Regions from separate parts of the Oryctolagus cuniculus genome. Here region 2 is linked to region 1. The links are chromatin contacts, called in public Hi-C maps. All regions are on one chromosome and are shown on one strand. Each heading gives the region's core, a stretch centred on a gene start, on an enhancer-like site or on the middle of the called end of the contact. The rest is flanking DNA. Distances are from core to core; before and after follow the strand shown.

Region 1 (5,844 bases), core at 2,187-4,686:
GTTTAATAACAGTAGACACAGAAAGAAATTAATAACAATAATAGAATAGAATAATTATGACAATATGATGTAATAAAATTTGCTTAAAACACAAAACCTCCTTTTGGATTTTCCCATTTAATAGTTTTCAGACTTCCATCGGCTGAGGGTAACTGAAGCTGCCCGACAGTGAAAGGTGGAACCGCTGTGCTGGGCACACAGTCCATTGCTTACATGAAATTGGGTCACCTTTCTGCCTATTCATCAAACTCAGAACTGTGCGTGTACATTGTAAATTCAGATGACAAAATGGCTTACGACAAGCTTACATTAAATTAACATTCAAATTAAGAAGCTGGAACCTCAAAATGGAATTGACCAGGAAAAAAAGAAAAGGGATGAGAAGTGTGACTCGCGTTGCTCATTTGTAGCCGTCTACTCTCGGAACCCCGGCTCTGTTCCAACACCAGTGCTGCTCCGCAGGGCAAGGTGAACGGTTGGGAACAAGTACTCTGCGCAGCCAGCGACTAGGGTGGCTTCCGGGATCCGCCTGCTATGGAATCTTGCCTCCTGGCTGCTTCTGCCTTGCCTTTGAATGCAAGCAAAGTCCTGCTCTACCGCGGGAAAGTTTATTCATTAGCTAATCCGTGACTTCCTTCGTCTAGCCACCACCAGTCACTGCTGTGGCTGCTCTCCGCGGTAGGCTCCAAAGCTGGGCCAAAGTCTATCTAAAATAGATCTTTGGCTGCGGAGTTGGCAGTGGTGGCAGCAGGCTAGAATGTCACGCAAAGGCAACTTGGGAAAATGCACACCCGGACCAGAAAACCATTTGTTGTTTAAAAGAAGGCATATGGAATATTGGATGTGTGGGTAGGAGTGAAACGGGAACCCAAAAAAGTAACTCACGTGGATAAATGCCCATATATAGAAGAAAAAAAAAAAAACCCTCTTGGTCTTGTTCCAATTTCAGTGTTGTAGGCTGGAATGTACTATAGTTAATAGTCATCCCTGTACATTTGGGCTAGAATTCTAAGTGTCAGATTGTGTGGGCTTGTGGAGGTGTTTGCACGTAGCGGTCTTCCCTCCTCTGCACACACGCCAGTGTGGGTTTCCTGCAGGAGATGTTGCTGTGTGTGTCACCCACTCAAAAGTCAGGTCTTTTGGAAGTGGGAGAGAGGAAGCCCAAATGAAACCTTATGGGTGGGGCTGGCGCTGTGCAGTAGTAGAGGGTAAAGCTGCTGCCTGCAATACCCGCCCCATCCTATTTGGGCGTGGGGTTCGAGACCCGGCTGCTCCACTTCCAATCCAGCTCTCTGCTATGGCCTGGGAAAGCAGTAGAAGATGGCCCAAGTCCTTGGACCCCTGCATCCACATGGGAGACCCAGAAGAAGCTCCTGGCTCCTGGCTTCGATCGGCGGAGCTTGGCCGTTGTGGCCAGTTGGGGAGTGAATCAGAGGATGGAAGACTTCTCTCTCTCTCTCCCCCCTCTCTTTGTGTAACTGACTTTCAAATAAATAAATAAATCTTTTTAGAAAAATAAATCTTATGGGCACATGGATTTTACTGACTCTGTCTTTGGGCCATAGGCAGATGCCTGATGAACTTCAAATTAGATCCTTTAATTTCTAAAACTTTTCTGAATTCATACATAAATCACAGTTCTGTTTGCATATCTAAGAGAGATGATCTGGTTTCTTAAAGCAGATGTTTCCAGGGTGAAGATAACTCCTTTATCAGTCTCTAAACAGGCTTTTGATTTGGGCAGATGGAGCTAAATATTCAGTTTATTTTTTTATTTTTTTTTATTTTTTGACAGGCAGAGTGGACAGTGAGAGAGAGAGACAGAGAGAGAGGTCTTCCTTTGCCGTTGGTTCACCCTCCAATGGCTGCCACGGCTGGCAAGCTGTGGCCTGCGCACCGTGCTGATCCAAAGGCAGGAGCCAGGTACTTATCCTGGTCTCCCATGGGGTGCAGGGCCCAAGTACTTGAGCCATCCTCCACTGCACTCCCGGGACACAGCAGAGAGCTGGCCTGGAAGAGGGGCAACCGGGACAGAATCCGGCGCCCCGACTGGGACTAGAACCCGGTGTGCCGGCTCCGCAAGGCGGAGGATTAGCCTAGTGAGCCGCGGCGCCGGCCTAAATATTCAGTTTAAAAAGTAGATACAGGGGCTGGTGCTGTGGTGTAGTGGGTAAAGCCCTGGCCTGCAGCGCCAGCATCTTATATGGGTGCCAGTTCAAGTCCCAGCTGCTCCACTTCCGATCCAGCTTCTGCTATGGCCTGGGAAAGCGTGGGAGATGGCCCAGGCCCTTGGACCCCTGCACCAACATAGAAGACTGGGAAGAATCTCCTGGCTCCTGGCTTCAGATCAGCCCAGCTCCAGTTGCTGCAGCCATTTGGGAGTGAACCAGCAGATGGAAGACCTCTCTTTCTCTTTGCCTCTCTGTAAATCTACCTTTCAAATATATATATATATACATATATATATTTGTATAATGTATATATAAATATATATATTTAAACATTATATACAAAGCCCCCCTTGCTCCCAAAGAGTACTCATGCAGAGTACTGTAATATTGATCCTTCAGGCAGCGAAGGCTGTGGATCACCAAAGGCAGGTGCACAGGCCCACGCTGGACCCAAAACGAAGTGGGGGCAGCACACACCAAAAAGGACAATCCTTCACAGCAGTTCCTTTTTGCTCCAGGAATCCCCTGGCTACAGATTTCCTGAGTCATTCACCCAGCCATAAAAATATGCCATCTCCTCGTAGGGGAGAAAGACAGGAAAAAGAAAGGGAAATCTAAAATAGCTTTTTTTTTAGGGGGAAGGGTATTGCTGAAGAAAAATTCAACGATCGAAAAAATTAAATTTCAGCCAACATGCAAGAGTTGGAACCACGGTGAGCCAAGAAGGGTAGAGCAAGAAGAGAAAGAAAAAGAAGCCAGGGAATCGCACTATCTAGCCACCGGGACTACCTAAGTCTATGGCCAAATGCTTCAGCTGCACTTCCTGACCTTAGGATTTCAAATAGCACTGGGTTCTGCCAAGGCTGTGGCTGGTGTGCTCTCTGAGCAGGTAGTGACTTCAGTCCTGGAATCAACACAGCTCTGAGGCTCCATGGCCCAGGACGTACGTGAAGGAAATCCAGACGGCACCACGCATCTTCCCCAAAGGCTGTGTCATGGATTTGTCAGCTTGCAACTCTGTGTCCCTGCTTCCGCAGCTCATTCTTTCCTTATGCCAAAATCTCTTCTGCGAGAGAGCTTTAAAAATAAAACTTTTAATGTAGAACAGAAGCACATACCCATTTTCTTTCTTCAAGTCTTCAAACTGTAGATGATCAAGTTCCCAACGAGCTCATCTGTCGTTTCTTCCTGACAGTCCTAGACAGCCATCCCAAACTCCTCTGTATTGCATTTCAACACCATCTCTAACCCTACTAGATGACACATCCCAGAAGCCTGGCTTGTTGGTATTTACACACAGTAGGCATCCGATGCAGACTGGCTGAGTGAGTGGATTACTGTCAGGGGAGCATGCCATAAGCAATTTGAGACCATATGATCTGTGAGTAATGGAGAACTCTTGTGCAGCCAGGGCAATGAGTTGAAATAATATCCCATGGGCTTAGCAGCAGAGGAGTGGAATGAAACACTGTTTGTAAGCAATTTTATCCTAACAATACAGCTTTGATTTTGATTGACATATAACAGGTTTTAATGCAGGTGAGGCTGGCATCAGTGTGTCAAATACTTTATATTCTATTTATAAAAAGGTTTTAAATATTCAAGTATTCATGTGCAAATATTGCCCTTAAATGTATTCTTAACACACTGCTAAATCCCCAAGACAGGATATAGAATGAGAAGTAAAACGTTTTCATTTTCTAAAACAATATCTACATTTTCCCAGTATTTATCTCAAGGATTACATTCTGGAAGGATTTTTTTTATTAAATCAATTCTGCTTTCCTATTAAATTGTATTTCAATGGATGTTTCAAATAATATGGCAAATCATTATATGGTTTTGCACCTACTATTAAGTTTCCTTTTTAAAATTTTTTATTTGAAAGGAGGAGAGAGAGAGAAAATCCTTCAGTGATTTACTCTCTCAACATTGCAACAGTCAGCACTGGGTCAGGCCAAAGCCAGGAACCCGGAACTCCATCTGGGTCTCTCACATGGTTGGGAGGGACCCATGTATTTGAGCTATCACCACTGCCTCCCAGGGTGTGCATTAACAGGAAGCTGGAGTGGAGGGGGAATCTGAGACTCAAACTCAGGCACTCCAGAATGGGATGTGGGGGGACCAGGTGGTTTAACAGCTGTGTCACACTATCACTACTGTAGGGGGTGACCACCCCCTACTAGTGTTATTTCTATTGCTTATAGGTATTCTTATTTTCCTATGCTTATTTTTGGAAGATATGCATTGTATTTAATAGGCCTTTTATAAGCATGTGGACATTGATGCCAATTATAAACACGATCCGGAAAAACAACTGAACATATTTCTTGAATATATTTCATGCTGGCCTTAAAACCATTTTGACTTCTAAACATGATTTGTGAGACCTGTTTACACAACGCTCCCTCTCACTCCTGTCATCAGAGACTTCCAGTCCTCACCTTCTTCTATTCTGACATAGAACTCTGCTACAAAAAGAACTTTTGTGAAATTCCCTAGGGTAAAGCATCTTCAAGTTGAGTCTTAATTTTCTCTCTTCCAGAAAGCGATTTCACATAATGCTTTAATTTCTGGCCTTGCTGACCTAGGACTGTGATTTTTAATCTTAGGCAACTTGCCTTTCATAGCTCATGTAAAATGTTGTCTCTACTCCCCCAGTAGATTTTCACTCTTGCAAAGTGTGGGGGAGGATGAAAGTGCAGTGGGAACTGGGTTGCAGGGCAAGTGTAAGGACATACTGTTCACACACACACACACACACACACACACAATTATAAGTTTTAGCCCTTGGGCCTTTTTTAGTCATTTAAGCCTGGAAAAAAGAAATGACAGAAAATGAGACCCCCCCCCCCCAAAAAAAAGACATCATAAGGGCTCCTTTTGAACAAATACGTTAAAAATATTGGAACTTGCATTATGGCTTGCAACACTGGCACTTCATTAAGGTTCAATTCCTGGCTACTCTGCTTCTGATCCAGCTCTCTGCTAATGTGCCTTGGAAAGTGATGGAAGATGGCCCAGGTCCATGGACCCCTGCCATCTGTGTGGGAGACCTGGATGGAGTGCCAGTGTACTGGGTTCAGCCTGGCCCATCCCTGGATGTTACGGCTGTTTGGGGAGTCAAACAGTGGATGGAAGATCTGTTACTCTTCCCTTCATATAAATGAATGTTTTAAAATATCTTTGGAAACAAAAAAGGTAAAGAGATAGCTGATCTTGGTGGTTAATTCCAAATGACCTTTACTCTCCCACCTCTATTCTTTAAGTTCATTCCTTTCTTTTTGTTCTGGACAATGAGTGGTGAGGAGGCAAATACGTTAAAAAAAAAAAAAAAGGAAAGTTTGTGCATATTCAAAGATTCACCTGTAAATGTTCCATCTGAAGCAATCAAGATGAAATGCTTCTGGGCTGTGCCTATCTTCCAGGGTAGAGGCATGAGGTAGAAGGGAAAAATGGGGTGGGTTATAGATTAAATAGGAACTAGAGAGACGTTGGTACTCCCTGAAATTGGGTGATAGACACATAGTGGTCAAAATAATAATCTTCCTTCTTTTGCTTAATTTGAAAATTTCTGTAATTTCAAAAAGGTAAAAAGTTCATGATAGGGGCTGGCACTGTGGTACAGCAGGTTAATCCTCCGCCTGCAGTGCTGGAATCCCATATGGACGCT
Region 2 (5,844 bases), core at 1,540-4,039, 140 kb before region 1:
CAATTAATATTGTGCATTAAAATTTCACAATAAGGAGGATCCCAGACATCAGTCTAGCACGAAAAAAGAAGTGAAGACACACACATTCTTCTTTATAAAGATAGAGAAGACTATGGCAACTGTAAGGTGGCCAAGAAGAAGGAATGATCATTTATTGGGAGTTTGTCATATGCCAGACTTGCATTTATGATCTCATTTGAACCAAACCACAAATGAGGTTGAGGAGGGAAGATAATAGTGGGAATGGACATGTGTGCTTTCATGTATACACATTTGTGGGTGTTTGAAATTATCAGGCCTTAGCCCTAGGAGTCTCTGCTTTATATTAGCTGTGCAAGCTTGAGCAGACCAATTAATGCCCTTGAGCTTCTGTTCCTAATATCAGCTGGTATGAGGGTCAAGTAAAATAATGAATATGAACATTCTTTAAAAAATACTAAGAACAAACATGTGAGTGTGTGTGTATGTGTGTGTGTATTTGTGATGTTACAAGGACCAAACCAATAACCCAACCCTTTGGATGTCATACCCTTTGCATTCCCCTGGGTGAAAAGTTGGTATCATCTAGTTAACTCATTCATTTACTGCAGTTCAGTCCAACAAATATGTTAAACACCTGTAATATGCCAGACTCCATAAGGCCACAGGGAATAAAATGATGAACTAAATATGATCCTGCCTCATAGAGTTGACACTTCAGAGAAAGAAGCATATGGGCATAAAAATAACTGCAAAATTCAAGGCAGACATGCAGAATGCTATTGCTGACATTTTAAAAACAGGATACAAGGAAATCACACTCAACAATTTTATTCAATAAATATTTATCAAAAACCATCTATGGGCCAGGCAGTATTCTGGAACCCGAAGACAGAGAAGGAACTTGTTTTCATGAGATTTACATTTGTGCAGGGAGATAACATGTTCATCAACCAGTGGATAAATAAAACAATCTCAGTTAACTGCTGCGTTGAAATAAATACTGTGCAAACAAATTCTAGAGTAGCAGAAGGTGGTCAGCGAAGGTATCTGGTATCTGAGCTGACACCCAAACCGTGGGAATGAAGCAGACCTGGGATCTCCTGGAAAAGAAGATCTGCACAGAGTGACATCAAATGCTAGGGTTAGAAGAAGGGAAGGAGCTGGTGGGTTTAACGATCAGAAAACAGAGGATATGTGGGAGCTATGACAGAAAGTGAGACGATCCATGATGAGGAGAGAAGAGCGAAGGTAAGGAGAGAGAAGCAAAGGTATGGCGAAGAATCTGGGGTCGAGTTACAGTGCCCTGGGAAGCCAAACAAAGCTTTTAAAACACAGAAGAGAGGCAGGCATTGTGGTGCAATGAGTTAATTGGCCACACGGGATGCCCACATCTCATATCCGAGTGCCGGGGTGAGTCCCAGCTCCTCTGCTTCTGTTGCAGCTCCCTGCTAACACAGGTGCCTGGGAGGCAGTGGGTAATGGTTCAAGTACTGAGGTCCCTGCCACCCACAAGGAAAACCCAGATGGAGTTCCTGCCTCCTGGCTTCTGCCAGGCCCAGCCCATGGCATGACACACTCTCTCTCTCTCTCACACACACACAACCTTTCAAATAAATAAACCTTTTTTAAAAGCAAAAACGAAAATCAAAAGAGAAGGACTGGGATCTCATTTACATTTCGAAAGAGCAACCTGGTTGCTGTGAGTAAAGTAAGGCCTGTGGTCAGGAGCAGAGAAAGTGGGTTCAGGAAACAGAGAGAAGCGGTTATTTCTGGAATCCAGGTGGATAGTGAATGATGACCCCTAGTTAAGCCGGTAGCAAGGCAGCCTGTGAGAAAGGGGCAGGCACAGGCTACATTTTGGAAGTAAGCCAACAAGAATTGGAAGAGGAAAAAAAAGGTTGCTTCTCAATAAAGAATGCTCTGTTTCTATCTTTAGCTCAAAAGCCTTTTATGTCGAAGGAAAAAGCAGCTAATAAATTGATTCTATAAATACAGCTAATGTACATTTAAGCTGATGTTAAAATTCTTGGAGTCTTTACAGATTTTCTATCATAAAAATAGCATGTGCTTATAGAACGTTGTAAAATACAGAGAAGCAAGTTTTAAGAAAAACAAATATATAACAAAATATCTCTTATATATATACGCATCTTATCTAAAACAATAATGTTGGGTCTTGTGTTTGGAGGCGGTCGTGCGCTGTCAGGTTTCGCCGCTCACTCTGTAGCATCTTTCCAAACTCGAAACAATTTACAGCGTTAACGCACATTGGGTGTGCACATTTCTTCGTCTATCAGAGACGTCTGCTACGTGGTGGGCCTGGCTATGCTCAGCTATCGCAGCGAGTCTGGGGCTGACGGAAGCCCCTCCACTTCGCCAAGACCTTAACCACTATGCAGAGTTGCAGAGTTCCAGCAGGAAATCCACTGCTATCCTGCTTTGTGGGGGGGGGGGGGGGGGGGGCGGGCTGCAGCCGCAGTCGTCTGAGCAAGGGCTGAGCAATGCAGGGCACCTTGGGGAAGCGAGTTGCAACCCTTTGCCAACAGGCCGCCAAGTTCACAACAAGGCCCCGTGCACCCTGCGGGGGAGCCCTTGGCCTCTCTGCTTAAGGGGCCTAGGATTCCGGCCAGGCAAGAAATGGGCGGAAGTGAGTCGGCAGGGGCCAGGCCGGGGAACAGAGTCCTGCTGAGAGCAGAGGGGCCGCGGATCAGCGGTGCGGACTGTCCAGCTGCAGGCCCGGCGCGGGTGCGCGGGTGGCAGCGATCGGAGCGGGCGAGGCGGCAGCGCGGCACGCAGGGCGCCGCCAGCAGCCTCTCCCCTGCCGCGCGCAGTAATGGATCTCCACGTCCTACTGGAGGAAGATAATGCTGGGTTTAGCTTATAAATAGACGGTTGTATGCTCTCCCTGCGAAGCATTGATTGAGACAGCAGCGCTGACTATTGATCTAATTTTAGCTTGCATTTTCGCTTCGCCCTCCCTGGTTAGCGGCGGCGGCCGAGCGGGACGCGCAGTTCCGTGTGACCGCCAGGGGGCGGAGCGCGCGTCTGGCAGCCGCCCGACCCGTCTGGCCCCTGTGTTTACGCAGACATACAATGCTGGCCTTTATTGGGTTTGAAAAATACAAGTTTGATTTTCCTGCGCCGAGATGACCTCATCACTCATGAAAGTCAGAGGAGAGCGAGGAATTGGATGACAGGCAACCGGGAAAATAAAGCTTGCATTTCACCTCCTCCCCCTCGGCCACCTACACAGAACACTGGGGATGTGCGTCTCCTTTGAAAAACCTCCTGGCTGGCTCCGGGAAGTGGGGGAGGGCGGTGGGAGTGAAATGTTAAATTCTTCCCGGTGCTCTGGGGCTGGGTGTGCTGCAGACTGGGTTTCGAAGGTAAATGATCACCTACTGTCTGCCTAGGGGAGCTCTCCACTGAGCTCCCACCAAGTGCAGCAGCACACCAAGAGTCTCTAGGAACGAGTGGCTTGGCATTAAAATATTATTAGCTATTCCCACACATAATTCATGCCGTCAAGGTTTAATGGCCATTAGCCTGCTAGCTTGCAAATTTCAGATCTGCTTATATCTTCAAAGGAATAGGATTGGCAGTTAAAGTCTGTCATATTTTTGCTTGCCACCATTTGGCATCGCAAAGGTATGGGGTAGGGTGCGTGTGAAGGGAAGAGAAACGAAAGACTAAGATGCCTCCCTGGCTGTAGGACTCAGCCTGTGGACTTGCCTTCCAAGGTTGAGTGCTTTAGCAGGCGTTAATGGGAACCAAAGCCGGGCATGTGTCAGCCATTGCACATCAATACCACGACTCAGATTCTATGGTTAGCCCCATTTCAGAGCTGAAGAAGAAGCTGAGGCTAAGTTGCTTTCCCGATGTGGAATACCTTGAAAGGGCTGAAATTCAAGCCTTGGTAATAAATGGCCCAGAGCCCTGGTATCTAGCTTGCCGGGGCAAGTGTGTTTGAGACGTTCCTACCCGTGGCAAAGTCCTAAACTCTCTGGAACCCTAAGCGGAGGGGGGTGCCTGTGAAGACAAGATGGCTGTTGTCAAATAAGGCCTTCCCAGGGCAAAACCTGCAAGCTCTTTGCAGGGAAACCTAGCAAGGAAATTACCATCTGCAACATCACGTTTGATGCTAGCTGATAGGATGAGAATACACAGAAGAATGGAACTTTCACTAAAGGGCCCTCACTTGTCCCCTCATTCAACAAATATTTGCGTCTTTGTTGGACTGGCCATGAAAGTGAGCACTGGAATTCCACAATGAGGAAGACATACGGGTCCTTCTCATGAAACCTCATGGGGAAAGGGAATTATATAAAAGTGAACAACCAAGGACAGTACAGTGTGTGGTGGTTATAAAAGGATTTGGATTATTTGGGAGTATGGGATCAAGGGAGTCCTGTCTGAACAATGACCTTGAAGCAGAGAACTAGGGCTGATAGGAGTCAGCCAGGTCAAGGATGGGCTGTGGGAAGGAGGTGCTGCTGTGGACAGGTGTGGGCAGTTGTATGCAGGAAGTGGTGTTAGCACAACAGTGAGTGAGTGGGAAAGCAAGCTGAAGACCTGTTGCTTCTTGCAAAGCAGGGTTAAGAGGTTGGACACCATGTTAAGTACAAAGGGAAGACCTTCTTAAGAGATTGATGCATGAGAATGGAGTGATTCGATTCCTACTGTAGAAAGATTGCTCTGTCTGCAACAAGGAGAGTGGATGGGAGGCAGGATGAGGAAGTGAGCATGGAAAGACTGTCAGGAAGTTAAGGTCACTGCTCAAGGAGAGATAATGGGGAGTGGACAAGGCCAGCCACGTTAGAGGTAGAGGGAAGGGGGCGGACTATTCGCAAGGATTGGTGATGGATTGGACAGGATATCCAAGGGGACAGAAAAGATCAAGGGTTTGTCCCATTGCTGGCTTGCAACACTGGACTGAATGAAGTGGCCCTGACTATTCCAGATGACTTGGAAAGAGGAGCAAGTGGGCAAGCCCTTGGTTTGGACCCTTTCCTAAACAGCAGAAGTTGCCAGCTACCCAGCTAAAGAGGGGCCTTCAAAAGCTAAGCTCTGAGTGACTTTTCATTTCCTTATTGAAATGATCTTTTTGTTGTTGTTGCAGCCTTTGCAGTCAAAAAGATAAGTATTAGCATCATTGTGAGTAAAATGTAAGAAGAAAATGAGGCAGTGTTATATGCACTTACTTTCATTGTAAAATTTAGTCTTCAACAAAATGGATGCAACTAGAGATCATTATGCTTTAATGAAATAAGCCAAACCTCAAAAGACAAATATCGCATTTTCTCTGATTTGTGGTAGCTAATGTAGACAGAGTACAAAACAGTTCATTGTGTGAGTGAAATTGACATCTTTTGATTTGATTATTGTTTATAGCCTGTGTCTGTATTCCTGCTGAACTGTGGTCTTTTTACTTGTTGAACTCTTTGTTTGTTAGACCTTTGAGTACCAAGTAAATTAAAACTATGTTATCTCAAAAATCAAAAGAGAAAGAGAGAGAGGGAGGGAGCAAGGAAGGATGGAAGAGGGAAGAAAAGAGGGAGGGGGCGGGAAGTGTCATTATATTCTAAAAATTGTATCTATGAACTACATTAAAATTATTATCTTTACATTAATAAAAAAAACCCCTCGTCTGTGTTCCCCAAGAGGGTAAACCAACAAGCGGGAACTCTCTACTTATGTAGGACTTGTGGGACAAGCTGGCAGCATAGTGGTATACAGTCTGAAATATAAGAGACTCACAAAGTGTTAGAATTGGAAAGGATTTCAGTACATCTATTCAGAAATTAAAGACCCAGAGAAACGAAGTGATTTCTCCAGGGTCACACAGTAAGTTTGTAAGTAAAC

What was found. Hi-C and Micro-C count contacts between places; a contact is called where the count stands out from the background.
Region 2: a Hi-C map of liver shows a contact between it and region 1, with 5 times the contacts expected there. The contact joins two enhancer-like sites. A contact is called at or near these places in 2 of 6 Hi-C or Micro-C datasets (liver and an unstated tissue).

Annotation. Positions count from the first base shown.
Region 1 is chr4:63,005,108-63,010,951 of mOryCun1.1, reverse strand. No RefSeq gene overlaps it. Among named protein-coding and RNA genes, the nearest start is that of BBX, 290 kb to the right of the region's middle. Within about 2 kb of position 3,436, at least 1 of the 8 cell types and tissues checked has an H3K27ac peak or open chromatin away from gene starts, as enhancers often do.
Region 2 is chr4:63,140,011-63,145,854 of mOryCun1.1, reverse strand. No RefSeq gene overlaps it. Among named protein-coding and RNA genes, the nearest start is that of IFT57, 320 kb to the left of the region's middle. Within about 2 kb of position 2,789, at least 4 of the 8 cell types and tissues checked have an H3K27ac peak or open chromatin away from gene starts, as enhancers often do.